2 separate regions of the Mus musculus genome follow, and region 1 is linked to region 2. The links are chromatin contacts, called in public HiChIP or PLAC-seq maps. All regions are on one chromosome and are shown on one strand. Each heading gives the region's core, a stretch centred on a gene start, on an enhancer-like site or on the middle of the called end of the contact. The rest is flanking DNA. Distances are from core to core; before and after follow the strand shown.

Region 1 (5,823 bases), core at 2,209-4,708, 220 kb before region 2:
AATTTTCAAAATTGTCACTACATCTGATGTCAATTACGAAAGTTGTTCAGAATATTTTGTTTGCTAAGAAACTTATTTTTCCTTGTTTGAAAAAAAAATTCCACAGGTAAACATTCTTAATCTTTTCTTAAATGTACAAATACATTTTGTACCCAAAATATTAAAGATGAGACATGCCATTCATTCAACAAGACTACAATACTGGCATACTACCAAAATGACTAGAGTGCATAAGTTTTAAGTCCATTTTGTTTGTGTTCATTCACCAACAGTATAACCATATGAAACTCCTTAACTTATATGTTCCTTTCATCATCTGTAAAATAAATGAAAAAGACTACATCTCAAAAATACTTGAAAAATTATGATAATATGTACATGTAATATTTAATGCTATCTCAATATTAGTGCTCACAGACTGGTTATTATAATTACATACTATTTGTACTATGTAACTGACAATGCACTAGTTACCATAAAATCATTAGGAAAAACTATATATGGAACAACATTGCAACTGGACTACAGTACAAATATTATTTTACTGCCTTAAGGCCCCCAAAATCACAAATATAAAAACAAAAACTACAACAGGTTGGAAACCTTGCAAATGGGATAGGAGCTGGACAGATGGCTCTGTGGTTACAAGTGCTTGCTACACTTCCAGAGAACCTGGGTTCAGTTCCCAGCATCCACAAGACAGTTTACAACCACCTGTAACCCCAGTTTCTGATGACCCAATGCCTTCTTCTGGCTTAGACAAGTATTGTACATACATAACAGAGCCATACATGAAGGCAAAAAAACCCATACAAATAAATAGAAAACATAGCTAATTCTCTCTCTCTTTTTTTTTTTCTGTTTTTTTTTTTTTTTTTTTTTTTCAAGACAGGGTTTCTCTGTATAGTCCTAGATGTCCTGGAACTCACTTTGTAGACCAGGCTGGCCTCCAACTCAGAAATCTGCCCGCCCCTGCCTCCCGAGTGCTGGGATTAAAGGCGTGTGCCACCACGCCCGGCACCAATTCTCTTTTTAAAAGAGTTATAAATAAGAAACAAAGATACAAAGCTAGAACCCACAGCAAACAGGCTCATCCACTTGGACTTCTTTACAGTTTGGTAAAAACTGTTATTTTTCAGGGTTACCAGAAAAATCTCTTTCACCATTTTTTGTACAGGAAACAACCAATCAAGCATCTTATCTAGTGTAAAAAATACATTGGGGAGCACACCTTTCATCTCTGTGAGTTCAAGGCTAACCTAGTCTACACAGCACACGCAAGAGAATGGGGGAGATGCTGTGCCGCAGACCTTTTGGGTCCCTATGTCTGCGTGGAACGGGGTCTCTCGACGCGGGTGGGCAAAGCGTGGATGATGACAGACAGACACACGCAGGAGAGTTTGTGTGGAATCTGAATGTAATTTTACAACTCGAGCATCAGACTTTTTATGCAGAGGACAATAAGGAAGTTGGGTGACATATTCGCAAGGTACAATTGAGGTAACTGGAATCTTACATAAAACAGAGGAATGCAAACACAAAAGGTCTAACGGGAACCACCCAGGATAGAATACATTGATAACAGCTGGGATCAACAAGGGCTCCACCTAAAATTCACTAATCTTAGAAGCCAGGGTCAAGGGCTTCGCGTCCTTGCCACAGTTCCTATTTTAGTCTCTTGTATAGTCCACCTTCCCCTTAGGCCATTGTAAATATGTGTATGGGTGTAACTCTGCTATAGTATCTATTCTGGTTTCTCCTTTGGTCTGAAACTTCCTTCTTCCTAAGTGATGGTAAATTCCTGTGTAAGGGAGTGACTTAGCTTTTACAATCTTGCTGAATTCTAAACCCTTGATCTTGGTCAAGGATGCCCTTGGACTGTTGGAACACTGGCGGAAGGCTTTAGCCATGTCAGAGCACTTATAGGAAGATACTGAAAGAGAGCACGTGGATCCATACTCTAGACTAGCGTGGTACTGGAACTCGGGAATGAAAAATTAATGTATGGGTAGAGAACACTAGCCTCCAGGAGGAGAGCTTCCTTGAAACTCTTTTGCCTCATGAGTGACTTTTAAGCCTTTCGGCTTGTCCAGTTGACTCGACCAGAGAGCGTAGCAATGCTGCTAAGAAAATACACAGACATTGGAGTCTTTAAAGGCATCATTACTGACCTATTTGCTAAAGGCCTAGCTTTCAGTTTACAGAAAAAAATAATAATAATAACAGAAAACAGGAGATTACAATTTAAGCCTTTAAGGAGGAAACAACCAAATCAAAACCATAAGGCTATAAGAAAACTAATCTGGTTACTTATTGATTTTAATAAGTCATTCTGGACTAAATTAGTAAAGTGCCAACAACTAAAAAGCAGTTATACTTTATTGAATCCTGTTTTTTATAAAATGGCTTTGAGAAACTCTTGGAACTTTTAATATGAATTGGCTATAAAATGTATTTTGAAATCATTAATTTTCTTAGTTATATTAACAGTATTGGGAAAAAAAAAAAGGCTGGAGAGATAGATGAGTGATTAAGAGGTTGTGAGTTCAATTCCCAGTCAAACACATAGTGTCTCACAACCATCCATAATGGGATGCCCTCTTCCAGGGTGTCTAAAGATAGTGACAGAGTAATCATATACATTTAAAACAACAAAAGTACAAAACATACCGTAAATATCTTTATGCTTAGCATTAAAATAAGAAAAGTATTTACAAGTGATATATCTCACTACCTGTAACTTCCTTTTACGTGATTAAGCAAAGAATTCACATAAAACAAATCTGACAAAATATAAAAACAAGGTAAAATATATTGAGTATTGAACATTCTTTTGTTTTTCCATATGATTTTCAAAGTAAAAGTTTAAGGAAAGGAAATTACATATTTGTAAAATACTAGTACAAAATGTAAGTATGCAGAAAAAAACTACTCAATTTGTAAACACTACTTAATGTACCTCAAGATGACATTACTGCATAACTTCAAATATGGAAAAAACTTATCAAACAGTTTCAGTTCACGTTGGGGTGGGGATTGGTTCTAATGCTTTGATTTAATCAGACCAAACCCTGAAGGCCCTTGTCCTCAATTGGCTTTTGATCAATCAATAAAGATGCCAGCACCTGGGCTGGAGAGATGGCTGGTTAAGAGCACTGATTGCTCTTCCAGAGGTCATGAGTTCAATTCTAAGAACCCACATGGTAGCTCATGACCATCTGTAATGGGGATCCAATGCCCTCTTCTGGTGTGTCTGAAAACAGCGACAGTGTACTCGCATACATGAAATAAATAAATCTTTAAAAAAAAAAATGCCAGCGGCCAATGGCTGGGCGAAGATTTGCATGGGCTAGGAACTGGGAAAAAGGAGAAAGAACATTGCCATGACTCAAGGGAGAAAGATGGGACACAAGAGCTGCAGGAGAGAAAGCCAACCAGTCATGTGAGAATTTGGGTGGGTGGTCACTGGCCACTTCCTCAATTGTGCCTGGGGTAAAACAAAGGAAGGTTTAGGAGTGCCCAGTCTTTGAGGTAGCCAAGGCATTTTAAAATTAACTGGTGTGTGTCTGTGTGTATGTATGTCAGTCTGTCTGTCTGTCTGTCTGTCTATCTTCCATTCAGGAATAAAGATAGGGTGTGTGCACGTGTGCGACCTGCCAGGAGCCAAAGTAGTGTGACCCAAACTCACCACTACAATGTTGCACAAAAATTGTACCATATACAGAAATGGAATTCCCTAAATTCTAGTTTCAATTGCCATTCTCTACACTTAGGATTTATTACAAACATTACCTAGATTGGATGTAAAAGTTATGTGCTTACTTCTACACTGTGATAGATACTGCCTAGAGAAGACATTATAAAAATATTTATACTCAACTCTAAATTATCCTTAAGATTACACATAAATCAATAAAAAGGTCCACTTTATTATTCTTGTTTAATATTTTGAATCTACACAACACATCTTACTAAAGTAGCTTAAATACAGCTACATACTATTAATTTTTTAAGTTGCCATACAAAATAATGGGCTTCATTATGGCACTTTCATACATATGTGTCATCATACTTTTTTCTAGTTTATTCTCCATCCCTAAAGGCAGTCATACTTGACTAAATCCTGCTATATAAAAAAAAAAAAAAAGGCAATATACCTGAAACTTTTAATATGAATTAGATACTTAGTGGTATTTTGAAATCATTAATTTTCTTAATTGTATTAATAGTATTGAAAATATCAGAAATTTCTTTATGCTTAGCATTAGCCAAATATACTAATTTAATTTCTTTTCTCCTACTCAACACATGTGATACCTTAGTGTACAATCTAAAATTGCCTGTCCTATGTCATTCTACAGACTTCTAACTGGTCCCTCTGCTTCCAGTCTAAACTACTATATATAGAATTTTAGAATTAATCCACTAAATTATACTTATACTTCCTGTTGTTATACTTCAGCTCAAAAACTTTTAAAAATTATTACTTCCCAAACTAATCTCAAGTTTCATTAAGTAGTACTCCAGACTCTTACAATCTAATGTTGACTTACCTTCCCTTGTTGATCATCTTACTCTTTATTTCCCATAGATACACTCTTTCAGAAAAGGTGGTCTACCTGTCCTTTAAGATGTGCGAAGGCTGTACTGTGCCCTTCTAAAATATTCATATCATCTTCTCCCCTTTCTCCCATCAAAGGTTACTTTAAATTTCATTTCTAAATTACACATCCAAAGAAAACAAATATACATACATTTGAGACTATAATTAAAAATAATTCCAGCATTAGCCTATCATCTCAGTTCCTAGGTGTCAGGTCCAAAACAAACCCAGGACCATCAGCTATCTGTGGTGCCTGTTAGCACACCAAAGCACATGCTGGCCTCCAGGCTTCCTCAGTATCACAAGAACCTGCTACAAGGCTGGAGAGATGGCTCAGTGGTTAAGAGCACTGAGTGCTCTTTCAGAGGTTCTGAGTTCAATTCCCACCAACTACATGGTGGCTCACAGCCATTGGTAATGGGATCTGATGCCCTCTTCTGGTGTGTCTGAAGATAGCTACAGTGTACTCAAAAATAAAAATAATAATAAAAAAAAAACTTAGAAAAAAAAAAAAAACAAAGAAAGAAAAATACAAAAACAAAAACAAGTACGTGTTACAGATTGAGTCCATGCATACTGGCACCCTGAGTCTACCTTATTAACTTCAGCTCATGGGATCTCCTCCCCTGAGCTTCTCATTCATTCCCTTAAACTCTACTATTTCTTTCAGCTATGCACTCTTTTGGTCCCCTTTCTCTCGCCCATCTCTCTTAGTTGTCTCTTTCTCCTCCTCAGTCTCTCCTTCAACCATAACTTGAGGTGGTAATATCCTCAGTTTATACACTAGACAGGCTAAGACAAGAAAACTGCAACTTCAATCATCTTGTTAATAGTGTGATTTCAAACCCACCTACATTATAGAGTTCAAAACCAGATCTTGCCCAAAAATAAAAAAAAGAGGTGGTGGAAGGGGTATTCCAATTTGCTTTCTATGCTGTGATAAGAACTGTGACCAAAAGCAACTTGGGGAGGAAAGGGCTTATCTAGCTAGCTAATACGTCAACCATACACAGTCCATCAATGGGGGAGCCTGAGGAAGAAACTGGTACGGAGATCCTGGTTTGTCCCTAAGGCTTGATCAGTTCCTAGCTTTCTTATGCAGCCCAGGGTTAGCATGGTCCACAGTGGGCTGGTCCCTCTCACATTAATCAGGAAAATGATCCACAGGCTTGCCTACAGGCCAATCTGATAGGAGTATTTTCTAATTGATGTTTCCTCTT
Region 2 (5,690 bases), core at 2,256-4,755:
GTCTCACAGTGGTATAGTGTTTGCCCGAGTGTGTGTGTGTGATGTGTGTGTGATGCCCTAGGTTCGAACTCAGTGCTGCCGTAAAGTGGGGAAGTGGAAAGAGAAGGACACTTTGGCTTGAGGTTGCCTGAACCTATTTGGACCTCATGGATGGTTACAGGGGCTCGGAAGGCCCCACCCCTACCTGGAGACTCTTGGCAGTTAATGATTGCTTTGGGAAAGGTGAGTAATTTTCTTTATTGCCACAATCTCTGGTAAGTCACCCATGTTTCAGTAATATCCTGTCTATGCTCGTGCAGACAACCCTAACTCAGTGGGCCTCAGAATAAGGCATGAATTGGGCACAGAGGTGTATAACATTAATCCCAGCACTCTGGGAAGCAAGGCAGGTGGATTTTTCTAAGTTCCAGGCCAGACTCTTGCATCCAGTTTTTTGTGGTACAGGAGTTAGAGCCTAAGACTTTGTTCCCATTATGCAAGCACTCCAACAAAGCTACACCTCTAGCCTCCCTTTGCTTTCTTTAAATTAAATTTTTGTTATTATTTTTTTAGTTGTGTATATATGGCTCTGTGTGGGTTTGTGTGAGTGTAGATGCCTTCGGAAGGTAAAGGCCACGGGAACCCTGGAGTGTTGTGTGGTTGTGAACGAACTGATACGGGTGTTGGGAACTGAACTTAGGTCCTCTAGAAGAGCAATCTGAACTCTTAGCTGCTGAGCCACCTTTCCAGACTCGGGTTTTGTTCCATTAGACAAGTCTCACTTTGTAGGCCTTGATGGTCTCAACAATCCATCTATCACTCTTTCTTAAAGGCTGGGGTCATGGAAGGAGCCACCACACCCCACTCTCTACCCCATTTCTGAAAGAACTAATTGTTTTCTCTTGAAAACTTATTGTAGTGAGAACGTCATTGTTTTTACCAAATCAAGTCCAACTCCTCTCATGGCCCAAAGCCCTTTTTCTTCCCAGTGCTGTGCACTCTTTCTTGACTGAGTCTCCACAGTGGCAGTGTGTGCAGGGATGCAGGCCACCCACGGGGACACAGGCAGCCTATCAAGGGCTGCACTTGAAGAAAACTGACTCTTCCTCGTCCCTGGCAGCCATCACTTACCAATAGCTCCTCAGTGGGTTGGGGTGAGGACTCCTTGGTTTTGTTTGTTTGTTTGGTTGGTTGGTTGGTTTTTTTGTTTGTTTTTTTTTTTTCTTTAAAGCTAACTGTGGCATGCTTTGTGAAAGGCTGCTGTCTGCAGAACTTCTAATAACACATCATTCTGTGTACACTGCTGAATATGTATATGTGCATATTTTGATGTCGAAGGCGAGCTATTTTTAGTTTCCTTTTTGGTATGTTTGGAGAAACTCCTAACTGTTGCTATGTTGCTATGGGAACAGTATCCATGTACACTGGCATGTTTACAATTGTTTAAAACACTACAAACTTCCAGGGGCAGAGGCAAATGACTTGTTCCGATCAAGGTTGCCCCGTGCTTTCCTTTTATTATTAGTTTACTCCTCCCAGATCCATGTTGGAGTCTGCTTACACCCAATCCATTGCATCTGTGTCCCCACCAAAGGCTTCCTCCCTCTGATATACATCATTATTTAATTAATTTTACATCTATAACTATAGTACTGCAGAAAACAAATTTTAAATATGTCCCCCTGAAGTCAGAAATATTATGTGTTCTTGTTAGGAGTTGAAAATTGAAGACCTCAGAGGCTTCCAGGTAAGAAATAGAAATGGCATCCCTTGAGGATATATTGACTTTGCACAATGTTTAGGAGTAGGGGCCTGAATGGGAGGTTGAGTCTGACCGTCATAATTCTTCTTGGTTATATCAGCTGCATTTAAAGACTATTCAAATCACAAGGAAGATACAGACTAGAAACTTCCAGCCTTTTCTAATCAGGGACAATTAGGTATCTGAGAATCTTTTCAATTTTTGGAAAATCAGTTCTAATAGAAACTCAGAAATTAGCCAGGCAGTAGTGGTACACACTTTTAATCCCAGCACTCAGGAGGCAGAGGTATGTGGATCTCTGAGTTCGAGGCCAGAGGCCAGCATTGTTCTACAGAGCAAGTTCCAGGATAGCCAGGGCTACAAAGAGAAGAAAGAAAAAAAAAAAAAAAAAAGGAAGAAATAAATAAAGACATTAAGGTGAATGAAGAATGAGAACAATGTCTGAAAACATCAAAATAGTGGTCTTCCCAGTGTGTGTTAAAGGCATGTGAAACTGGAAGTAGAATCCACCATCACTAATTACTGAATGGCTAGGTATAGTCACATAAAAGGATGCATTTGAGCCGGGTGTGGTTTTAATCCTTTAATCCCTTATTTAAAAGGAGTGCATGCCTTTAATCCCAGCACTCAGGAGGCAGAGGCAGGCAGATTTCTGAGTTCGAGGTCAGCCTGGTCTACAGAGTGAGTTCCAGGATAGCCAGGGCTACACAGAGAAACCCTGTCTCAAAAAAACAAAACAAAACAAAACAAACAAAAAAAAAACAACAACAAAAAAGGGTGCATGTGCTCCAATAGAGCACACTTTCTTACTAGTCTCCTTTAAGACATTCTTTCCTACGTTTAAGATCTATTTGCATAAGTATATAGTAAGATAAGTTTAAATTGCCATAAGGAAGTCTGTTTATATTTGTCTTCTACCAAAATCTCATTTTTGTCATCTTGCTGAAACAGCCATTTAAGTCACACAGAAAAGGAAAGCCCAGTTTTGGTGACATTCTGTTTTAATTCCAGCACCCTGGAGCCTGAGGTGGGAGGCCTGACAAGAATCTGAGGCCAGCCTGGGTTGCACAGTGAGTTCGAGGCCAGCCTGGGGGATATGTAGCAAGACCCTGTCTCCAACAATCAAAACAAAAACAAAGAACAAAACGACTTCTCCCAACCTCCACCTCCCAACCCTCCCCTGCTCTCAGCCTTCACATACAACAAAACATCAAATAGGAGCATGGTTTATGATCCAAAATGGGCATGATTTATGGGCCCAGCAAGCAGTCCTGACCCGCGCAAGTGTCTGTCTTGCATATGTAGATGGGGGTTGAAAAGGCATTTCTGGCCAGGACCCTTCCCCCAAAGCATTTTTGCAGTTTCTCTGTGCCAACTCATCTGTGGATATATCATTTTAATCCTCCATAATCGTAGATCTGTAAATCTGCGTGTGAGTCGCCGTCGTCTCCCCCTCCCCCCCCCCTTCTTCTTCTTCTCTGTGGAAAGGATTCCTCTCTACCCCTTGGAGCTTAACTGCAGTTAAGAATGTGACCAGGAGGTCACATTTAGATTAGAACCCAGTAAAACCTGATGAGCTTGCTAAGCAGGACAACGGGGGAAACTCACAGGTCCAACTGTGGCTGCTTTCCTCTGGAGTGGGTGTGGGCGGGGGGTCACGGGAGTGCCTAACAGGAAGTGAATCTGGCTCAGGCTCAGGCCACAGGCCACAAGCCAGGAGACCCAGGCATTAATTCCTTGGGTTAACCAGCAGGTTGGAGATGTAAGGGATTGGTTGCCTTGGAGCATCATCTCCCTCGCCCTGGCCCCAGCAGCTGCTAATTGGCTTTCTCTTCACAAGCAGCTTTCCTTCTCCATTCTGTCTCTGAGGGAATTTCCCAAACTAACCTTGTCTAAGCTTTCCCGAGGGACTGTTTGTGGGGGCAGGTGGAGGAATTTCCCACCTTCTGACCACAGTGTAGCCTGGAGAGATTTACTGCTGATCTCCCATTTGGGGAGGTTTCTTTTTGGCGCACCACGACTTCCTGTTTCCCAGCGGTCTCTGCTCTCAGCAGAGGGAAAACGAACGTGTTTATAATACAGTGATGCACACCTCCTCCCTACTCCTAGTTCTGGGCCACTGTGACATTGAATTTGTAAGCCAGGCCCCGGGAACCTTGCTGAGAGATTTGGGTGGATAACACTGAAAATTACAGAAGTATTTGGAGTATAGCTTGTCATTCGTGTGCCACAGAAAAGATTGTTTCATAGATTTGTCGCTCCTGATTTAAAGGAGCTTGAAATGCCTCTGTTAACAGAAACCACTAGGAGCTGGAGAGATGCCTGAGAGCATTGGAGTTTGGGTCCCAGTATTTGCATAGTGCATCTACTCACACCCAGTAGAGACTCTAGCTTCGGAACAAATGAGGCCTCTGGCCTGCACAACATGCACATATGTGCACATACCCACATGCACATAATTAAAAATAAAAAGTGCTGGGGATGGAACTCAGATCGTCACAAAGGCTAGGCAAGCACCGCATGCCCCTGCACATGCCACACCCTCAATGCCCCTTTCTCTTTCACTTAATAACAGGGCGCTGCCGCTCACGGAGCGCCCAAGTGTGATAAGCACGGTGCCGGGGAGTTTGCGTTCCCTTCTCATTTGATTCTGGTAAAAGTCCGGAGAAGTAGGCCTCATTAGACCTAATTAACCAGCGGGGTGGGTGGGGGTGGGGGGTAGCAGACAGCTACCTTTCCCTGGCTGGTATTTATTTATTTATTTATTTATTATTTGGGGGAGGGGGAGAAAAGGGTTTATTTGGCATACACTCCTATATTGCTGTTCATTATTGAAGGAAGTCAGAACAGAAACTGAAATAGGGCAGGATCCTGGAGGCAGGAGCTGATGCAGAGGCCTTGGAGGAGTGCTGCTTACTGGTTTGCTTCCCATGGTTTGCTCAGCCTGCTTTCTTACAGAATTGGCACTACATACCATGGCCTTGGGCCTCCCCCATCTTTCTCATTGATCACTAATTTAGAAAATGCCTTACAACTGGGTCTCATGGAGAGATTTCCTCAACTGAGGCTCCTTCCTCTCTGATGACTCTGTCTGTGTGGAGTAGACACAAAACCAGCCAGTATAGTAAGCCATTATATAGTCACTTGCTGATTTTAGAAAAGTGTAAGGGGGGAGAGAGAGAGAGAGAGAGAGAGAGAGAGAGAGAGAGAGAGAATATGATGATGATGATGATGATGTTATTGCCTGGACTCAGCACTCTAGAGAAACCCTGGCTGGTTTTAAACAGCGCTCCAAGTGTGTGGAATGCCCAAAGTCCATATTCATAGTCATTCAGCCATGAGTTTGTATCAAAATTTGGGGCTTTTTCATGGGTCTTTAAAGTGGTGGGAACAAAGTGGTGGGAAGGAGCAGAGCCTCAAAACCAAAAATATTTTTTGAAGCAGTATGGGTGGTCTTTACTGATGGCCACTGTAGCCAGCAGGTCCTCTTTACTGCATCGGGGGAACTCCTGCTGACCCGGAAGGTGCTGAGAATAAACATATGCAAGTTACATCAGTCAAACCACCTAACTAGTTCTTTCTCCTAGAGAACTTTTCCATTTAACCCTGCTTGCTACCCTAGCTTTGTTCATTTTATCAAGGTCCTTAGAATTACTTCCCTGGGGGGCAGGTCCAGCCTTTCTCTGACCCTGAGTGGAGGAGGTTTACTTAATTTTCTGGAAACTGTATTCTACAGTTCAACTACTTTCCTGACTCTTAATTGCCTTTAAACCTGCCAAATTAATGCCTGTGTGTATGCATGTGTGCATGCATGCATGTATGTGTATACAGGTATATGTGTACACTCTCACATGTACTTGTGTGCTCATGTGGTCTGGGTCCTCAAGAGGATAGATTATTCACAACAGGTGACCTTTGCAAAGTACTGCGAGTATTTTCAGTTCCACCA

Evidence for each region. HiChIP or PLAC-seq counts read pairs in DNA pulled down with a chosen protein or histone mark.
Region 1: an H3K27ac HiChIP or PLAC-seq map of embryonic stem cells shows a contact between it and region 2, with 6 read pairs. The contact joins two enhancer-like sites. A contact is called at or near these places in 1 of 39 promoter capture datasets (cranial neural crest), 3 of 484 Hi-C or Micro-C datasets (the N1E-115 cell line, embryonic stem cells and nephron progenitors) and 3 of 115 datasets of contacts at active chromatin or transcription factors (bone marrow-derived macrophages, embryonic stem cells and microglia).

Annotation. Positions count from the first base shown.
Region 1 is chr11:21,254,241-21,260,063 of GRCm38.p6, reverse strand. All of the region lies in intron 1 of Vps54 (VPS54 GARP complex subunit), which reads right to left. Among named protein-coding and RNA genes, the nearest start is that of Vps54, 18 kb to the right of the region's middle. Within about 2 kb of position 3,458, at least 8 of the 459 cell types and tissues checked have an H3K27ac peak or open chromatin away from gene starts, as enhancers often do. A contact at or near this core is called in embryonic stem cells, where this site is marked.
Region 2 is chr11:21,032,041-21,037,730 of GRCm38.p6, reverse strand. No RefSeq gene overlaps it. Among named protein-coding and RNA genes, the nearest start is that of Peli1, 56 kb to the left of the region's middle. Within about 2 kb of position 3,505, at least 146 of the 459 cell types and tissues checked have an H3K27ac peak or open chromatin away from gene starts, as enhancers often do. A contact at or near this core is called in embryonic stem cells, where this site is marked.